Linked DNA regions of Oryctolagus cuniculus: region 1 is linked to region 2. A link is a contact called in public Micro-C data. All regions are on one chromosome and are shown on one strand. Each heading gives the region's core, a stretch centred on a gene start, on an enhancer-like site or on the middle of the called end of the contact. The rest is flanking DNA. Distances are from core to core; before and after follow the strand shown.

Region 1 (4,925 bases), core at 873-3,372, 1.3 Mb before region 2:
CAGAGCTGCACTGATCTGAAGTATTAGATCGAAGTACGTTATAGTCATATAGTAGAATCCTATTTAATTAAAAGAAATAAACTATAAATACATGAAAGATTATCGATGAGGCCGGCACCGAAGCTCACTAGGCTAATCCTCCACCTGCAGCGCTGGCACTCCGGGTCCTAGTCCTGGTTGGGGCACCGGATTCTGTCCCAGTTGCTCCTCTTCCAGTCCAGCTCTCTGCTGTAGCCTGGGAAGGCAGTGGAGGATGGCCCAAGTGCTTGGGCCCTGCACCCGCATGGGAGACCAGGAGGAAGCACCTGGCTCCTGGCCTTGGATCGGTGCAGCGTGCCAGCCATAGTGGCCATTTGGGGGTGGTGAACCAACAGAAGAAAGACCTTTCTCTGTGTCTCTCCCTCACTGTCTAACTGCCTGTCAAAAAAAAAAAAAAAAAAAAAAAAAAGAATATGGAAGAATCTCCAAAACATTCTACTGAAAAGGGGAAGCCAGGCCACAGGTGAAAATAGTGAATGAGTCCTTTTTTCTTTTTTTTGAAGATTTATTTTATTTATTTGAAAGACAGAATTACAGAGAGAGGGAGAGACAGAGAGAGAGGTCTTCCATCCGATGGTTCACTCCCCAGATAGCCGCAACAGCTGAAGCTGAGCCAATCCAAAGCCAGGAGCCAGGAGCCTCCTCCAGGTCTCCCATGTGGGTGCAGGGGCCCAAGGACTTGGGTTATCTTCCACTGCTTTCCCAGGCCATAGAAGAGAGCTGGATCGGAAGAGGACCAGCCAGGTTTAGAACTGGTGCCCGTATGGGAGACTGGTGTTTCAGGCCAGGGCTTTAACCCGCTGTGCCACAGCGCCAGTCCCAATCATTCTTACTTTAAATCAATAAATACGGACTGAAAAATTGATTAAAAATGTTTACACGTTCCATGGACAAAAGTCAGATGTAGCATTTTCCAAGGACAAAAGTAGGAGATAACAGAATCAGTCAATGCATGTGGGAACTGCAGTTTTACAGATGTATAGACAAATATTCAATGAAATAGATAAAGAGATAAATAGCAGGTAAATAACTGTGTTTAAATATTTACTTTACCAATCATTGCTGTGAACAAAGACAATTTTCTAGAACTCAGTTGCTCAATGTATAACTCTAAAGTACTTTTGTGAAGATTAAATAAGTTTTTTAAGTGAACATAAGTGAAAATAAAAGTCTCAAGCTTTAAAGAAAATGTAAGTGGAAATGAGGATTTTCCATAATCTTTACTGAGATGACAAAATTGTGAATGCACTTACTGAATAATCCTATATTTTGAACCATGAGTCTTGATTCTTCAACTTCTTGTTTCAAAAATTTTAGAGTTTTGTAGAAAATTGAATGCAAAGCGTGAATACATGCTCTCTTTAGTGCAGAATATCCATGAATTAGAACCCCAAATTCTGAATTTCCATAGGGTTGGGCAGTATTACTCAGGCTTCTGTAATAATTCCAATCATCATAACAAAAGCAATTTATAGACCAAGAAGTGTTAAGGTTAAGACTGTTAGATATAACTTATTTGGTAACAGAGACACTAAAAGTAGGAGAGCAGTTAAATGTAATATTGATGTTTTTGCATTAGTTCAATTATAGAAGGTGTACTTAATCATCCAAAAATCATAAATTCGATTTCCTCTACAAAAGAATTCACTTTTTAAAATATGAGATATATACACTGGGCTTTTGTCTACTAATGAATATGCATGTAAGCATACTGCATGCAACTGAGATTCATGAATTTGTTTTGAAGATCATTGCTCTGATTTTTCTAAGAGAAAATAATTTGCTTTTTGCTTTTTTTCTTTTATAGTGGGTCACAGGAATCTTTTTCCTTGAGGTCATTTTATCTCTGCACATTTAAATTTTGTATTTTTTTTTTTTTGAGATTTTTCTTTTATTTGAAAGTCAGAGTTACACAGAGACAGAAGGAGAGGCAGAGAGAAAGAGGTCTTCCATCCGCTGATTCACTCCCCAACTGGCCTCAACGGCAGGAGCTCTGCAGAAATGAAGCCAGGAACCAGGATCTTCTTCCAGGTCTCTAATGCAGGTGCAGGGGCCCAAGGACATGGGCCATCTTCTATTACTGTCCCAGGCCATAGCAGAGAACTGGATTGGAAGTGGAGCAACTGGGTCTCCAACTGGCGCCCACATGAGATGCTGGCGCTGCAGGTGGCGGTTTAAATGGCTGCACCACAGCACCGGCCCCTGTATGTTTTTTTAATCACTGCAAAGCACAAATGTATCTATAATTTAATTAACTATTCCTTTATGGATAGATATTTATGTTCACCATAATGTTTCACTGTAAAAAATCATTAACTAATTTAGAATTGCCATATGAAAGAAGTTTTTCTATATATAAGATTCCTCAAAAACTGTAAGCAATTGATGATGTCTGACTCCACAAGTACAAAGGAAAACAAGTACTATGTTATGCTACTACTGGGAGAACTGGCAAAAAGATCCCTTGCGAGGGCACTTTGTCAGTATCTAAAACAGAAACAAAACTTGGAAGGGAAACACACCACATTTTTAACTGAAGTTATTTCTGGGAAGAAGGGTTTGTTTACAAGACAAGCAATAATTTAGGAAGAATTTTACTTTTTCTCTTATATTATGCAACATTGTTTGAATTTGTACTGTAAGTGCATATACTTTTTGAAATTAAATTAAAAATACAAGAATCCATGATCAAATGTCTTTTCGTTGTTATACAAACTATATATTATATGTCCTCCTTGGAAATTTACAATCTTTTTAGCATATTTAAACTCTGAGATGTACCAAGTTATTCAAAATTGTACCCTTTAATTAAATAATTTTTATTAGTACATCAACATCTGTAAAACTGTTTAGAAAAAATATGTGGATTTGTTAGAGAATATCTATAGAGAAAGAGAGATTATCCCAAATAACAAGTTGTTTAAAATCAATCCCTTTCAAGGTTTCCATGAATAACAGGCTCATGCTTGTAGATTCACGAGCAAACAATCTCTAAAAGCAAATGACACTTCCCAGATTGGTTTTAGTAATTAACTTTTGCTCAATGAACTTTGTATTTGAGGGCAGTGTATACTCCCAGCCACAAGGACATGGTCCCCATAGGAAGCCAAGAATCCCCGGAGCCAAGTACAATGGAAATCACTTCCTCTAATATGCTTAAACGTGGCTGGCCTATGAGGCTTTAAGCATGAGCAAGACAGACTACAGCTCCTTTCAGAGTGCCTCCCTTACCTCAGCTGCTGACATTCAAATTGACTTTTCGCATTTATAATAGCAGTTTCTGTCTTGTTTTTACCATTGTCCACCGAGACCACTGCTGTGATTTTCTGCTGATGCACAAGATAGAAGAAAGTGTTCTGGAAAATGCACCACTTATTCCAGTCATTTTGCTAAAGGACACTCAAATGTGGGCAAAGTCGTCAGAGAAAATGACAGAGAGCTGCATGCTGCTGTCAGGAATTGCTTCCTCATCAGTGGCCCAATTTTCAGAAACTAAACCAAAACTCACAAGCTATCCAGCTTTTAGACAAGAAAGAAGTGAGCTACAAGATATTTAAACTACAGGGTTCAGCGAAGTTACTTTTAAAGAGAGAGAGAAAGAATAAGTAATGAAAAGAAAATAGAAAAAAAAAAAACCTCAGTGATGCAAGGTTCCGGGCAGAGATGCCAGGGTTTTGAAAAGACAACATTAAGTTTGATCTAAATGTCAATCAACGACATTGAAATGTTTGCAGGGTGCTTTGTGCTCTGCATGTCCTAGGCAGTGAGAAAAAAATTGAGATTGAGGGTTGAGAGAGTAGAAAGAGGAGAAGAATGAGAGCACTGATTTCTAATAATGAAAAGTATGTAACCTAGAAGGCAAATACACATTAGGAAAGAGATGGACAGGGTGAGGAAAAAAAAAAAAGTTTCATCTCCCTCAAAATATTTTCTGTGAAACAACAATTTCTAAGATGCTGATAAGGTTATCACAATAAGATAAAATAGAATTAGAAAATGATTCTGAGATCTATTAAATGTCAAGCTTCTTAGAACATTTATTATGACTGTTTCCTGATGTGCCAAGAGACATGTATCATTTAATTCATTTGACATTGGAAGTTGTTTTTATTGGCAGCAAATATGTTAACATTGGAGAAATATTGGGAAGGGAACCATGGAAAATGCTGATTAGGAGCAATCAGAGAGCTCTATAGAGTTGTACATTAGCTTAGAATTAACTACATGACTCAAAAAGTCTGAAATGTGTTCAGTGGTTAAGCCACTGCTTGAGACACCCAAATCCCATTGCAGAGTGCCCTAGACCAAGTCATACCTCCCCTTTCCATCCAGCTTCCTGCTAATGCATACTCTGAAAAGCAGCAGAAGATGGTTCAAGAACCTGTATCCCTGCTGTGCAAGTGGTACACAAATGGGTGACCTGAGTGGAGTTCTAAGCTCCTGGCTTTGGCCTCATTCAGTTCTAACTTTTGTGGACATTTAGGGAGTGAACCAGTGGACAGAAGCTCACTCTCTCACTCTTTCTTTCTCTCTCCCACAATCTCTTTCTCTCCCTCTCTTTCTCTCTCTCTCTCTTTCCCTATTTTCTCTCACCCTGTTGCTCTGACTTTCAAATAAACAAATCCAACATGAGAAGCAATATAGCCTTATTTGATGGTAGACTTGGGTAGTCAAAAAATATGTATTATAATCTCTAGGACAATCACTATTTTTAAAACATAAAATTGATAATTTTAAGTTAGAGAAAATGGAATTAAACCAATTGCTAAATTTAATTCAAAGAGGACAAAAGAAAGAAGGAGGAGCAGAAACAAGAAAAAAATTGGTGAGTAATAAACAATTACAAGGATGATAGTATTAATCCATCTTTATCAATAACCACATTA
Region 2 (4,985 bases), core at 1,488-3,987:
ATACTCTCTTGATGTTCTGGACCCCATTTAGACCCGCCACACAGGCTTAATCAGGTCTCAGGTTGTTCCATGCTTCAAAATTTCTAAGCTATTCTCCTATTTACAGGACAGCAATTTGAAAAGTAGCCTTGGGTGACTTCCCTGGGCTCTATTTACCCAGACTTCTTTTGTTTCCTATACTTCTGAACCCACTGACTTCCTTCTCTCTGGTCCCTGCAGCCCACAGGGAACTCAGACAGTGGTGGGAGGTGAGAAGGATGAGTGAGGTTAATCTGAGATTCGTTCTCAGGATGGATTTGAGGAGAAAGACCAATAACAAGGGTAAATCCCCAGAAAATGAGCAAGGTTAGAAAGCCACGAGAAGTTACAGGGTTAAGCAAGGAGGAAGAAAGGAATTATTTTTTAGAAGCAAGACATCTAGCATAGGCAATTCACAGGCAAATGAAAACTGGAGATAAACTGCATTTGTTTGAAAAGGAGAAAGCTGAGACTAGAAGCCTTTGCAGTTTGTCTTAAGTGACTAGGACCAACTACACTGCACTCAAAGGAGGGGTAAAAGTATGAGGAAGCCACACAGATCTTTTCCTCTGCTGGCTGTTACATGCCACCTTGGTTTTTTCACCTTCAAAGTGAAGAGCAAGCAGCATCCTGAAAAATGCCTTCCTAGGACCAGTCTAGATGACCATGAACAAATTCTCTTGCTATGATATGAATCAGACCTTTGCTCTCCAAAAGGCTTCTTGGCTCTAGAATTGTCTATGTTCCTCCGTGGGAACCATCCCACCCATGCACAAGTGAAACATCCTCCACTTTCTTGGGGTTACCAGGGGTCACCTAAAGTCACCCCCACCCTGCCCCAGACAGTCTCAGAATTAAAGGAGGGAGTTAAGGTAGACTGTTAGACACTGCTGCCCTCTGCTGGGTGGTATGTGGCCAACAACCCCTCCACACACACACACACACACACACACACAAGGTGCTATGTCCCTCCCACCTCCCATCCCCCAGCGCCCAGCAACTGCCCCCTTGTATTGCCCTATGTTGACCTGTCTTGCATCTTTTATTGCAAGTGGAAAACCACAGGAACCTGAAGACCCAGGAGGGTGTGTTCCTGTGTGAGCATTGCAGAGAGACAGGCATGTGGATGTGAACCCAAAGGGCCAATTGCCCTCAATTAAGTGAAGGCTCCCTCTGACTTCAGTGTGACCACTCAGCTGCAAACCACACACAGGTCACCAGCATGACAGCACCTTCAAGCAAAGATGCACAGGGGGATTTCAGGCTTCTCCTGCCTTTTATTATCAATGAGCTAAATGCAGAGGCAAAATGGGAATAATTGGATGGCAGGAGAACATCAGGATATTGTAATTGTTCTCCTTGGAGATGAAAAGGGAAGCTGAAAAACATCTGCACACTGAAATCTGCTCCGATGCAATAAGTGGGCCAAGAAAACCTGCAACCACGAAGTGGGGCTAATTTACTGCTCTAATCACCAGCATCCAATCTGAAGCCAGACATTATCTTAAAGTACACACCAGTTCCAGGTGGTGCACAGCAAATGTTTGATTAGTGCTACCAAATTCTCTGCAACTTGATAACATTTCCAAGTGTGCAGGAATGATGGGACTGCACATGGCTGGAGCTGGGCCACAGGAAGGTGTTTGCCTCTGGGTCACAGCCTTCCGAAGAAACACACTTCAGGCCTGCTTCCCAGGGAACTAAGACACTGGGTTCAGACAAGCAAAGCAAGGAACTTAGCAGGAGCAGAGGGAGGTAGATTTCAAAGATAAGGAACAACCAGGTTGTTGCCAATGAGGCTTGAAAACAAAATAGAGGGAAAGCCCAGAATTTGATCCATAAAGAATCTAATATGTGTCAGTTGCTGGATGTTTTATGTATCATTAATCCTCACATACTAAAATACAGTTGCCACCACTTTATTCTCATTTATCAGATGAAGGAACTGAGGGTATGTGACTTATCCAAGATGTCTCGGCTAGAACATTATGGAGCCATGATTTGAAATGAGGACTGATTTAAGTCTTCAAAAAACATGGTTCTGAAAGGAACAGGGGTTCGGATAAGACAATACAGATGTCATGGTATTCTAAGGGGGGCACAGAAAAGGACATCAGAAAGGATGAAAATAAAGTAAGCTTGAAGGCCGGCACCGTGGCTCAATAGGCTAATCCTCCACCTTGCGGCGCCGGCACACCGGGTTCTAGTCCCGGTTGGGGCGCCAGATTCTGTCCCGGTTGCCCCTCTTCCAGGCCAGCTCTCTGCTGTGGCCAGGGAGTGTAGTGGAGGATGACCCAGGTGCTTGGGCCCTGCACCCCATGGGAGACCAGGAAAAGCACCTGGATCCTGGCTCCTGCCATCGGATCAGCGCGGTGCGCCGGCTGCAGCGGCGGCCATTGGAGGGTGAACCAACGGCAAAGGAAGACCTTTCTCTCTCTGTCTCTCTCTCTCACTGTCCACTCTGCCTGTCAAAAAAAAAAAAAAAAAAAAAAAAAAGTAAGCTTGAGACAGCAATGCCTTTACTGAGCCCCTGACACATCCCCAGGAAAGCATGAAGCACTATGACCGAAGCAGAAAACACAATGCCTGCCCTGAAGGAGCTTAGGGTCTGTTTGAAAGGTAGGAAATTGTTTGGGCCAGCAATGAGACAGCCTGCAGAGCTCAAAGTTGAGAGCTGCATTTGATATGCAAGTATGAATCAGATCAGCAGAGAAGAGCATATGCCAAGTTATGGAGGCGAAAGTGATGGTGGTGAGTTATTCTGGGGTAAATGAGGAGGCCCAGATGAGGAGTTACATCTGTCTAGCTGGAGTCTGTTCAAAAATTGCAGCTGGAAACTACTTCTGGCTGGCTTTTAAAACCCCAACTGAAGGGTCAAATATCTCGTGGAAATTTCATATCTAAAACCCGTAGATGGGAGAGGAAAGAGCATTAAAACTGGTGGGGAGAGCCAGGGCAGAGAGGATTGGTGACATGGAACTCAGTTGTTGTGACTTCTGGAGTTGGAGCTCTGTTTCCTGCAATCCCTTCTCAAATTCAAAGACCTCAGGAGGATCCTGGAAAACCAGAACCAACCAGAAGCTTGTAGTCTGAAGGCAAACGGCGCCCCCTAATGGCTCCATGCATTCCTTTTGTAGCTGGCTTGGTTCTTCTTCCAGTATGGCTCACCACCCTGAAAAAGGCTCGCTTCCTACTCTGCAGCAATGGGTAGAACTGCATCATCAGATAAACTGAGTCCTGAAAACATAGAGCTCCGGACTCCCCCCTGCATCCAACAACTACAATGATGCCTGCCTTAGAAGCAGAGCAGTCCCATAGCTGAGAGCATGGACTCTGGGGTCAGGCTATGATTTGAGTTTCTGCAGTGATGTCCACTGGCTATAGGACCTTGTTAATTAACATCCTGATGCCTCTGCTTCCTCACCTGCAGAATCAGTTGGGATGCAGATAGCCCCTGCCTCCTGGGGGCACTGCCAAGGTTGATGGTGATAGTTCAGCCTAACCACTTAGCACATAACCAAACAGATGGTAAGCACATGCAATTAGTAGCAGAGTGGTGGTAGTAGTAGTGAAACTGTGATTCATTCTGAATTACTCTCTACCAACATTATAAGAATATTAACTCTCCTTCAAGACAGAGACTCAAATTGTTTCTGGAATACTTTTCTTTGAATTACTACTTTTTCCCCCTAAACTGAGCCCAGCTCCATTGCTGCTTCTTCCATTGGAGTCTTCATGAATGCTTTACACATGGAGTCCTTCAGCTTGTCCATTAGCTGAGGGTCTACTAATGGTTCTCACTCAGGGGACAAACTCATAGAGAAGCTACTTTCTCACACTTTGTTGATCACCATTCATATAAAAAAGAGGTCTGGAGGGTCTCACACCACCAGTGAATGTGACACACCTGTGACTCTGGAAATAACACACATGACCTTTTCCACAACTGATTAGCCAGAGCTACCAGTACACCCTGCTCCCAACACAAGCAGGCAGTAAATTCACCCCTACCACATGCCCACCTCACCCCTACAAAATTAGAAGAAACAGATGTTTGTGAGAATAAATGATAATTACTATACTCCTGGAAAGCAAAAGCAAGCTCTAATTCTACTTTATGCCACCCACTAAGTGTACCTTGTACAATTAGTGCACAATAGAAGTCTTTGAATGAATAACTGAATGAATACATTAGTTCACAAGTACATTATCTCTCCCAATCAATATCATACATTTAGTTCAAAAACCTCCTAAAAACCATTAGTAGAAACCCTTAGGGCACTTCAGAAGGGATGACTTGGGATACAGGCTATAACTCCAAGTGTTTTTAAATGTAGAAGTGTTTTTAAATGTATGAATTCTTGTGACAATCAATAACTGATAAGGATTATTTGCTCTCAGGGAACTGAATTGCATATATGAAATAGCATTTACATGTGAAATAACTGGTATACAATCCAATGCTAATTGTAGAATATGCATGGAAGTAGTATGTGCTTTGTCCAAGGGACAGAAAAATGAGGGAATCCCTTATAAGGTCAGTTTGTGTGGGAAGGAGGTCATTTTTGACGGGATTTTTAAAGGCAGAGAAGAGCTTGGGAAAGCTCAAAGGAAGAAAAAGCCCAGTTACCTAAAGCTGCCATGCTCTTATCTTAAAGAAACCACACACCTGAAATGAGACCTTTCTTTACTATTGCTGGACAAGGTTCACTCAGCTCTTAACAAGGAGGGAAGTTATAATTATTGGAAAAAAAAAAAAAAAACAAGGTACAGCCTGTTTTGATAGCATCTTCCATTCCTTTCTGGGAGATGGGGCTACTCTGGGCCAACTCCCTTCAGTGTCCCAAGGCTAGAACTGCTTGGGATCGAAGATTTTTATGTATTAAGATGCAGATTCTCTAACCCTCCCTTGCTGCCCTCTTTCCTTAGATCCCCCAAGAGTACACATAAGAATAGAAATGTATGCC

What was found. Hi-C and Micro-C count contacts between places; a contact is called where the count stands out from the background.
Region 1: a contact with region 2 is called in a Micro-C map of ear pinna, with 5 times the contacts expected there. The contact joins two enhancer-like sites. A contact is called at or near these places in 4 of 6 Hi-C or Micro-C datasets (ear pinna, embryonic fibroblasts, skin fibroblasts and 1 more).

What each region holds. Positions count from the first base shown.
Region 1 is chr10:33,250,093-33,255,017 of mOryCun1.1, reverse strand. No RefSeq gene overlaps it. Among named protein-coding and RNA genes, the nearest start is that of SETBP1, 530 kb to the right of the region's middle. Within about 2 kb of position 2,122, at least 1 of the 8 cell types and tissues checked has an H3K27ac peak or open chromatin away from gene starts, as enhancers often do. A contact at or near this core is called in ear pinna, where this site is marked.
Region 2 is chr10:31,977,568-31,982,552 of mOryCun1.1, reverse strand. All of the region lies in intron 2 of LOC108177141 (urea transporter 2), which reads left to right. The region is part of intron 3 of LOC138844028 (a long non-coding RNA gene); the gene reads right to left. Among named protein-coding and RNA genes, the nearest start is that of SLC14A2, 250 kb to the right of the region's middle. Within about 2 kb of position 2,737, at least 1 of the 8 cell types and tissues checked has an H3K27ac peak or open chromatin away from gene starts, as enhancers often do. A contact at or near this core is called in ear pinna, where this site is marked.